Regions from separate parts of the Mus musculus genome. Here region 1 is linked to region 2. Evidence: chromatin contacts called from public Hi-C data. All regions are on one chromosome and are shown on one strand. The core of a region is the stretch at or near the end of the contact, and the rest is flanking DNA. Distances in the headings are between cores, read along the strand shown.

Evidence for each region. A called contact is a pair of places that touch in the nucleus more often than the background predicts.
Region 1: a contact with region 2 is called in a Hi-C map of muscle stem cells, with 2.2 times the contacts expected there. The contact joins the enhancer-like site here to the promoter of Zbp1 in region 2. A contact is called at or near these places in 3 of 15 datasets of contacts at CTCF or cohesin (CD8 T cells, embryonic stem cells and large pre-B cells), 34 of 484 Hi-C or Micro-C datasets (B cells, the C2C12 cell line, CD4 T cells and 19 more) and 9 of 115 datasets of contacts at active chromatin or transcription factors (CD8 T cells, T-cell acute lymphoblastic leukemia, embryonic stem cells and 5 more).

Annotation. Positions count from the first base shown.
Region 1 is chr2:173,255,484-173,259,286 of GRCm38.p6, forward strand. All of the region lies in intron 1 of Pmepa1 (prostate transmembrane protein, androgen induced 1), which reads right to left. Among named protein-coding and RNA genes, the nearest start is that of Pmepa1, 19 kb to the right of the region's middle. Within about 2 kb of position 2,303, at least 139 of the 459 cell types and tissues checked have an H3K27ac peak or open chromatin away from gene starts, as enhancers often do. A contact at or near this core is called in the C2C12 cell line, cerebral cortex, embryonic fibroblasts and 7 more, where this site is marked.
Region 2 is chr2:173,217,027-173,220,268 of GRCm38.p6, forward strand. It overlaps Zbp1 (Z-DNA binding protein 1), which reads right to left and starts at 1,896. Exons shown (of 8, transcript NM_021394.2): 1 at 1,716-1,896. The coding sequence starts at 1,749.

The DNA.
Region 1 (3,803 bases), core at 1,053-3,552, 39 kb after region 2:
GGCACAGTGAGTGTAGTACTGGGCACAGTGAGTGTAGTGCTGGGCACAATGAATGTAGTGCTGGGCACAGTGAGTGTAGTACTGGGCACAGTGAATGTAGTGCTGGGCACAGTGAATGTAGTACTGGGTACAGTGAATGTAGTGCTGGGCACAGTGAATGTAGTGCTGAGCACAATGAATGCTTCGAGATCTTCCCAGCCTCAGGTATAGGATTCCCGGAGAGAGGTTGATTACACTAAGCCACTGGTGCAAGAGGCCACGCCAGTCTTGGGGACCCTCGGAGAATCAGGAATTGCTTCTGTAGAGCCACAGCCTCGGTGTTCTAGGACCGAGCCTTGAGTGCTTTTCTGGGTTCTGTTTGGGTTTCTACACTCATTTTTAATGGCTATTCCTCAGCATGTTCCTCCTGCAATTACAACCTAGGCTCTGCACTCTGGGAAAAGGACTGGGTTTATCTAGACAGAAACGCAGCCCCCAGTGCATCTGCCAGGGAAGGGCACAGACCAGGCCCTGCCTGGAACAGCGTGTTCTATTGTTCAGGGACTGAGCGGGAGTGACTTCCTTCTTATCCAGGCTGGACTTGCCCCAAGCTCTCCAGGGATGGAGAAACCAGCTACCACAGCCTGTCTCCTTAGCAGTTGGTCCCCAAAGCCAGAGCAAAAGAGACTTTTATCTAGGGCGCCCCAGGCAGAAAGAGAAAGAACTCACTCACCTTTTGCACCTGGGAGTCCCCCATACATACACCCCGAATCGCCCCATATGTCTGCCCCCACCTAGCCACAAGCACAGACAAAACTAATCAATTACCACACCTTTCTCAAACAGCCCAGCCCTTGCCTAAGAAGCTTCCCCTCCCAATGCCCTGGAAAGCTCTTGGCCAATCAGGCAGACAAAACCTGTCTGGCAGGGTTGTCCTCCAACACAGGGTCTCTGGCCTGAGGGGGAGTGATTAATTATTCAGGGAAAATAGACTTCCAGGGCAAATGAGGCAGTGGGTTCCAGGAACCACCCACAATCCCAGCAGCACCCTTGTCAAGAAGGGCCTTGTGTGAGCTCTCCCTCCACTGCGCTCTGTCTGGAGACCAACCTCTTACCTCATACCCACCCAGGCCCTGGGTCTCATCCATGAACCCTGGGCGGCTGGGTCTGCCTGCCTGTGGCCTCTATCTTCACCATAACCTCAACCTCTCCCTTCAACCGGCCCAGTCGTCCATCACCAGTCTTGGAGCTGGCTGGATGACCCCTCTCTGCCTTCTGCTATCCAAATAGCAGCTGTTGAAGAGTGTGCCAACTGACCTGCTCTCAGCTCCACAAAACTCCCCAGTAACCAAGTCACCCCAAGGCCTCCTGAGATACTGCAGGATCAGGCCCATCCTCAAAGTCTCGCTCCTTCCAGTCCTCCATGGTCTTGGGAGCTCCAGAAGGCCAGGCAAATCCTACCCCAAGACTAGTGGCTCCCAAGACACTGGCTTGGTTGGTGACAAGCCCCTGTGACTCTCCAGCCCTGGGGACTTCTGAGCAATGACAGGTGACCTGAGAAGACAGAGATGACTGGGGACATCACACAGCAGGTAGCCACAGCTCAGCTAAGCACCGCTAAGCTTCTCACTGCCCTCCTTGTCCAGGTAGCCCCCTCACTTTGGGAGCTGCTGTGAGGGCAGCAGGACACGGTGCTGTGGACCGTGCTGTGGGTGGCCTCAGATCCCATTTGAGGGTTGCTGGTCTTCCTCATGCAAGAGCTTCTTCACTTTCTAGTCCTGCTCAGACCAGTTTCCTATCTACCCTCTCTCTTAATTCCAATAGCATCACCACGCTGGGGATGAGGTCTCTGGGCTTGGACTGCATTCAACCCCAATTCTTCAGATAACTGTGCTTAAGGAAAGAAAGACACTGTGTATGTGGTGGCAGTGGCCGGGATGGGGTGTGGGTATGAGGGGATTGTACTGTGCACTTGTGGCAATTCAGCCACACCCCAGGGTCTCCCATCCAGTGCCACTAACACCCTTCACACACTCTTACTTTTGACAACGAAGTCTGCAGACATTGCCAAAGCGCTATGATCCCAGCAAGGTGACTGAGGCTCAAAGCAGTGGGGCCTCTGCTGCTGGAGGAGGAGAGCTGAGGGGGTGGGAGAGGGCGGGGGGGGGGGGCTGCCTCTCCCTGAGCAGCTGCGGCTCTCACATGGTACATGCCAGACCTTCTTGTCACCAATGGGCACAGTGACTCGGCACAGCTGAGGTTCCTGTCTCACTGGGGACTTTTTCCACTTGGTCCTCTCTTGCCAAGACTTCAGACATCCTGGCCTCCTCAGACTGGGCAGAGCAGGCACAGAGTGCCTGGAGTTCCTCTGGCACAGACATGGCCCGACACTGCCTCTGGGCCTTTGTCTTCACTGGCAGCCTGCCCCAGACTTATTGGCACAGGCTGTTGGGTTTTTATTTAGCCAGTGTCAGCTAAGCAGTGCTGGGCCCGCAAACGCTGTGGATGTCAGCTAGACTGGGCTACCCGGGGCATCTCTGTGGGGGGACAGCCTAGGTTTCAGTGGTGGTCTGGTCCCATGCTGGGCTACCTCCTTTGAAGCCACTACCCACCCCTTTCCTGTGTCAGCCTACTTGGGCTCTCCCCAAAAACCCTGACCCTTCAGAATTCAAGGGATTACTCCCCAGAGTGACATGTCTAGACTGGCAGTCTCGATGTGTGACTAAGCTTTGTGTGGTGGGGACAGGGCCTGGTCTCCCCAAGGAGAAATGTTGATTAGGGAACTTGGCGTTATGGAAGACGACTGGGACCGGGCCACTTCTGGGGTACCACACACACTCTCTCCCTTCCTGGGGACAGACCTAACCCAGCACAGGGATTCAGACCTGGGTCTCTGAACTTGGAAGCCTGGGACCTGCCTGCCACTGGTCAGTCCTCAGAACAGCACCCCACACTCTCACAAATGGCTACTCTTATCCCTTTCAGACAAGTGCAGCCAGGCCAGGGGTCTTCCTGAACCTAACTAGAAAGAAGGCAAGAGTTAGGGTAGGGCCCACATGCTGTGACCTCTGGCCCCTACTGACCCTCCCTGGTCACTTAAACCCCAGGAGAGCTCATTCATACCCAGTGGCTTTTCAAGGGGTAGCTCATTTCCCCACGGTCACCCATGTGACTGATCACCCATGTGACTGGTCACTCGCTTCCCTGGCAGCTCACATGGAATCCCATTTCCCTGTGGCTCAGGTGGCTGCCTGCTCCCAATACCACCACCAGTCTGTTTCCCCATGGTCACCTACTCCTCTCGTGGCTATCCACTCCCCGTGGTGACTCCAGGACAGTGCACGCCCTATGATCAGTCCCTCACTCTCATAGCCACTCCCACAACTCCCAATGCCCACCTCCTGCCCTCCTCCAGCCCCTAGGCAGCCACATCTGAGAGTATCTCGTGCAGGACTGGCCCCAGGGACAGGGGCACTTTGCCTTTTGTCCTTATCGTTGGTCAAATTCTTTGAGTTTGGAGTTAAATAAGGAGCTCTCTGTTGTCTTTCCAGTCATAAGAATCAGCCTATTGTCACTGCAGACCGAGAAACACACTAGCCAGCTCTGTCTGGAGTCTGTCCTTTGAACGGTCACTTGGACACACTGTGCTCATGACCACAGCATGATGCTTTGGGGTCTTTTTTTTTTTTTTGGTCCCCTCTAAGTGACTTATTTCACGCACTTCAGTAGAGAGAGGGGTTTGGGGCAGGTCAGCGGTAGAGCACACACTAACTAAGATCCAGGGTACCCAAGTTCTATTCCCCTGTACTCATGTAACCCAAAGT
Region 2 (3,242 bases), core at 646-3,145:
AAGAGCTGAGTTAAGCCTAGTCCCCAGAGCAGAGAAGGCACCTGTGACCTGGGCCAAGCAGACAGGAACGACGACACCACCCAGAGGCAAGGGTGTCAGTCAGGTGGCCCCTCACCCCACAACTAGATGTCTGGGTGGCCAAATGGTAAAATAGTATACAGCCTGCCCTGTGTACTATGTGGAACCCAAACAGGTAGGAACCCCCAACTCTCGGACGATGGAACAAAAGGGAGAGGCAGGAAACCAAGTCTAGCCCTGAAGTCCCTATTTGGTGTCTTGATGGCCTCTCAGCCTGGCCAGGAGTCCCTTTCTCTCCTGCTCAGCACCCACATCGAAGGCATGGGTGTTCCCAGCCCAGGAGCCCAGCAGATAAGAAAAATGGGTCTCTCCTCCCTTGCCTGATACAGCAGGAGTCCTGAAAACCCAGCTCAGCTCTTTAACCCAGCCTCAATGTCATCTTCCAGATGCCTGCCTGCCAACTCCAGAAGGCTTCCTCCCAGAGCCCTCCACCCCTGCTAGCTACCCAGCCTCCTCCTCCGTGTCTAACCCTGAGGATCCCCAAGTTCCACCTCATGTCCCTTCCAGCACGTCTGTCTGCTTATCCATGAGTCTGCCTCTACCTTTCTTTCTTTCCTCTTGTGACAAAGTCTAGCTCAGGCTAGCCTGGAACTCATAGCAATCCTCCTGCTTCAGCCACAGCCCCACCCCAGGGTGGGGCTGGGGGTGGGGGTGGAGGAGGAGGAGGGTGTTGGGGGAAGGATTATAGCACTGAGCATCTATTCCTGACTTGGCTTTGCCTTGCCTTGTAAAACCTTTGCTGGGGAGTGTGCCCTGTAGTGGCCTCTCCTTCATTCCTTTCTCCCACTGGCCCCTAGGGACACACAAGGCAGGCCAAGCCTTCTCCAAAGGGTGAACTTGAAGGACTGGTTGCAGGGTCTGAAAGTGGGACTTTGGAAAGCAGAAGGCTGCAGGTGACAGGCTGGAAAGGTTAGCAGTGAAAGGAAACCATGGGAACCAGGTGACCTTAGTTCTGGTCTTTGCTTGGCTCCTCCCTGATAGCTTTTGAGCAACCACTTCTAGTATGTTGAAATAAGAAATGATTTTCAGCTGGGCGTGGTGGCGCACGCCTTTAATCCCAGCTCTTGGAAGGCAGAGGCAGGCGGATTTCTGAGTTCGAGGCCAGTCTAGTCTACAGAGTGAGTTCCAAGACAGCCAGGGCTACACAGAAAAACCCTGTCTCGAAAAAACCAAACCAAACAAAAGCAAACAAACAAAAAACAAAAATGAAGTGCTTTTCAAAAGATGAAGAAGAAAAGCAGTGAACTAAATCCTGCCCACAGCATGGCAGCCTCACACAGCCCTGCACCCCGCAGCCTCCCATAGCCCAGAAGCCCCTAGACAGGGTATGTAGTCTCAGCAAGGGTTCAAATAGGGCAGGAGAAGAGCTTGAATGTAAAATCAAAGTCACATCTCCTTATCAAAGCAAAGTCCTCTCTTGAAATGACAGTTCGGAGCCCGAGGGCTGTCACAGGCCTTGGTGACCTCATCAATGAGGTAAGGTGACATGAAGGATCTGGGGCACAGGATCCTTGAAGCAAGCTGACTTCCCTGTGGTGACCTCAGAATCCTGTTGCTGTCTGGGCCAAGGAAAGAGCTAGGAGCCTTAGAAACATCAGCTGGGACCCACGCGAGGTGAAGGAAGAGGTTTAGCTTACCTCCTGTGCTCAAGTCAACAGGAGCTTCTGCCATGCTCACAGCAGCCTTGGGGCTCCTTTAGGGCAGGGGGTGGCAGTTTCTGGCACTGTGGTCAGGCCTGGGGCTCTGAATCCACAGGCAAGAATGGCTGCTTGGACCTGCAGGCACCAGCTGTTACCATCCCGGAAACAAATACCCATCTGGCTCCATCCCCTCCCCGCCCTCCAGCTTTTCAAAGAAAGAGAAAATGAAACTTTGGTGTGGTTCTCGGAAAGAAAGGGTGTCGAAATCGAAATTGAAATCGGGGTGGGTGAGCAAGCTGGAGTTGGATGACTGTGTGACAGAGAAGAGAGGAGTCTTGGCCTCTGGGGTGGAGACTGGTCTCCCACCGGGAGAGCTCTATCTGAAGAGAACTCTGTGAAAGCCCTGTGAGGAGGAAGATAGATCTAGGAAAAGGCACCTACTGTGCCTCCCCCACATGCCCACAGGCAGGTGTAGTACCATCTACTCACATACCTTCTAGAAAAAGAGCCCCTTTTCTCACTTTCATAAATTCTCAGTGACCCGTGAACAGCTCAGACACTTCTCTGTTCCATATTACGTAAGAGGGGATCGGGGCTCACAGAGATGGCCTTGTGTCCACCACTCAGCTCACAATAATCCCAGAATCTGGGTCCCGGCTACAGGGTGGAGGTGGGGTGAGTGCAGAGGCCATGATCTTGGGACCTCTGTACCTGTCTGGTGTGCAGGTCACTGGTGCACAGGGCAAGACAGCAGCAGTCGTTGGAGACTAGAAGGAGGTGATGTGCCTGGAGGATGTCTGCCAAGCAAGCAGGAGGTGGCAGGTCCCCAGTCAGCTTCACCTTACAGAACCTGAAAGGGTCACCAAGGGACCAAGACCAGGCCAGGTCTACACAGCTTAGGATGGGCCTGTGCATGGGAAAATATTAACATTTCCAAGTGATTTTTTTATGACTTCCAGGGAGGAAAAACAGTGCCTGCAGAGCCAGCCAAGGAAAACAGAAACCGCACTGCCTGTTGCCACCCAAAATAAATAAAGTCGCTTTTAAATGAACTCTCAGCTGGCCCCATTGAGGGACACTGCCCAGGTTCCCTAGAGGCGCCATTTGAAAACTGACCACTAGGTGGCGCATGCTCACCAACCGCCTCTTGCCCAGGGGGTCTTGCTTGGTCCCTAACCAAGGTGGCTCCAGACTTAGCAGGGCTTCAGGACATGCCCTCCTCACTCCTTTCTTCAGCATTTTCCTCTTCCCTTCCCTTCCCTTCCCTTCCCTTCCCTTCCCTTCCCTTCCCTTCCCTTCCCTTCCCTTCCCTTCCTTACATTAGCTGACCTGCCTGGAAGGAGTCAGAGCCTCCTAGGTCAGTGACTCTCAACCATCCTAACTCTGCACGTCGTTGTGATCCCCACCATAGAAATGATTTTCATCAACACTTTGTAACCATAATTTTGCTATTGTTATGAAACATAATGTAAAGATCTGTGCTTTCTAATGGTCTTAGGTAGCCCCTGTGAAAATGCCACTTGA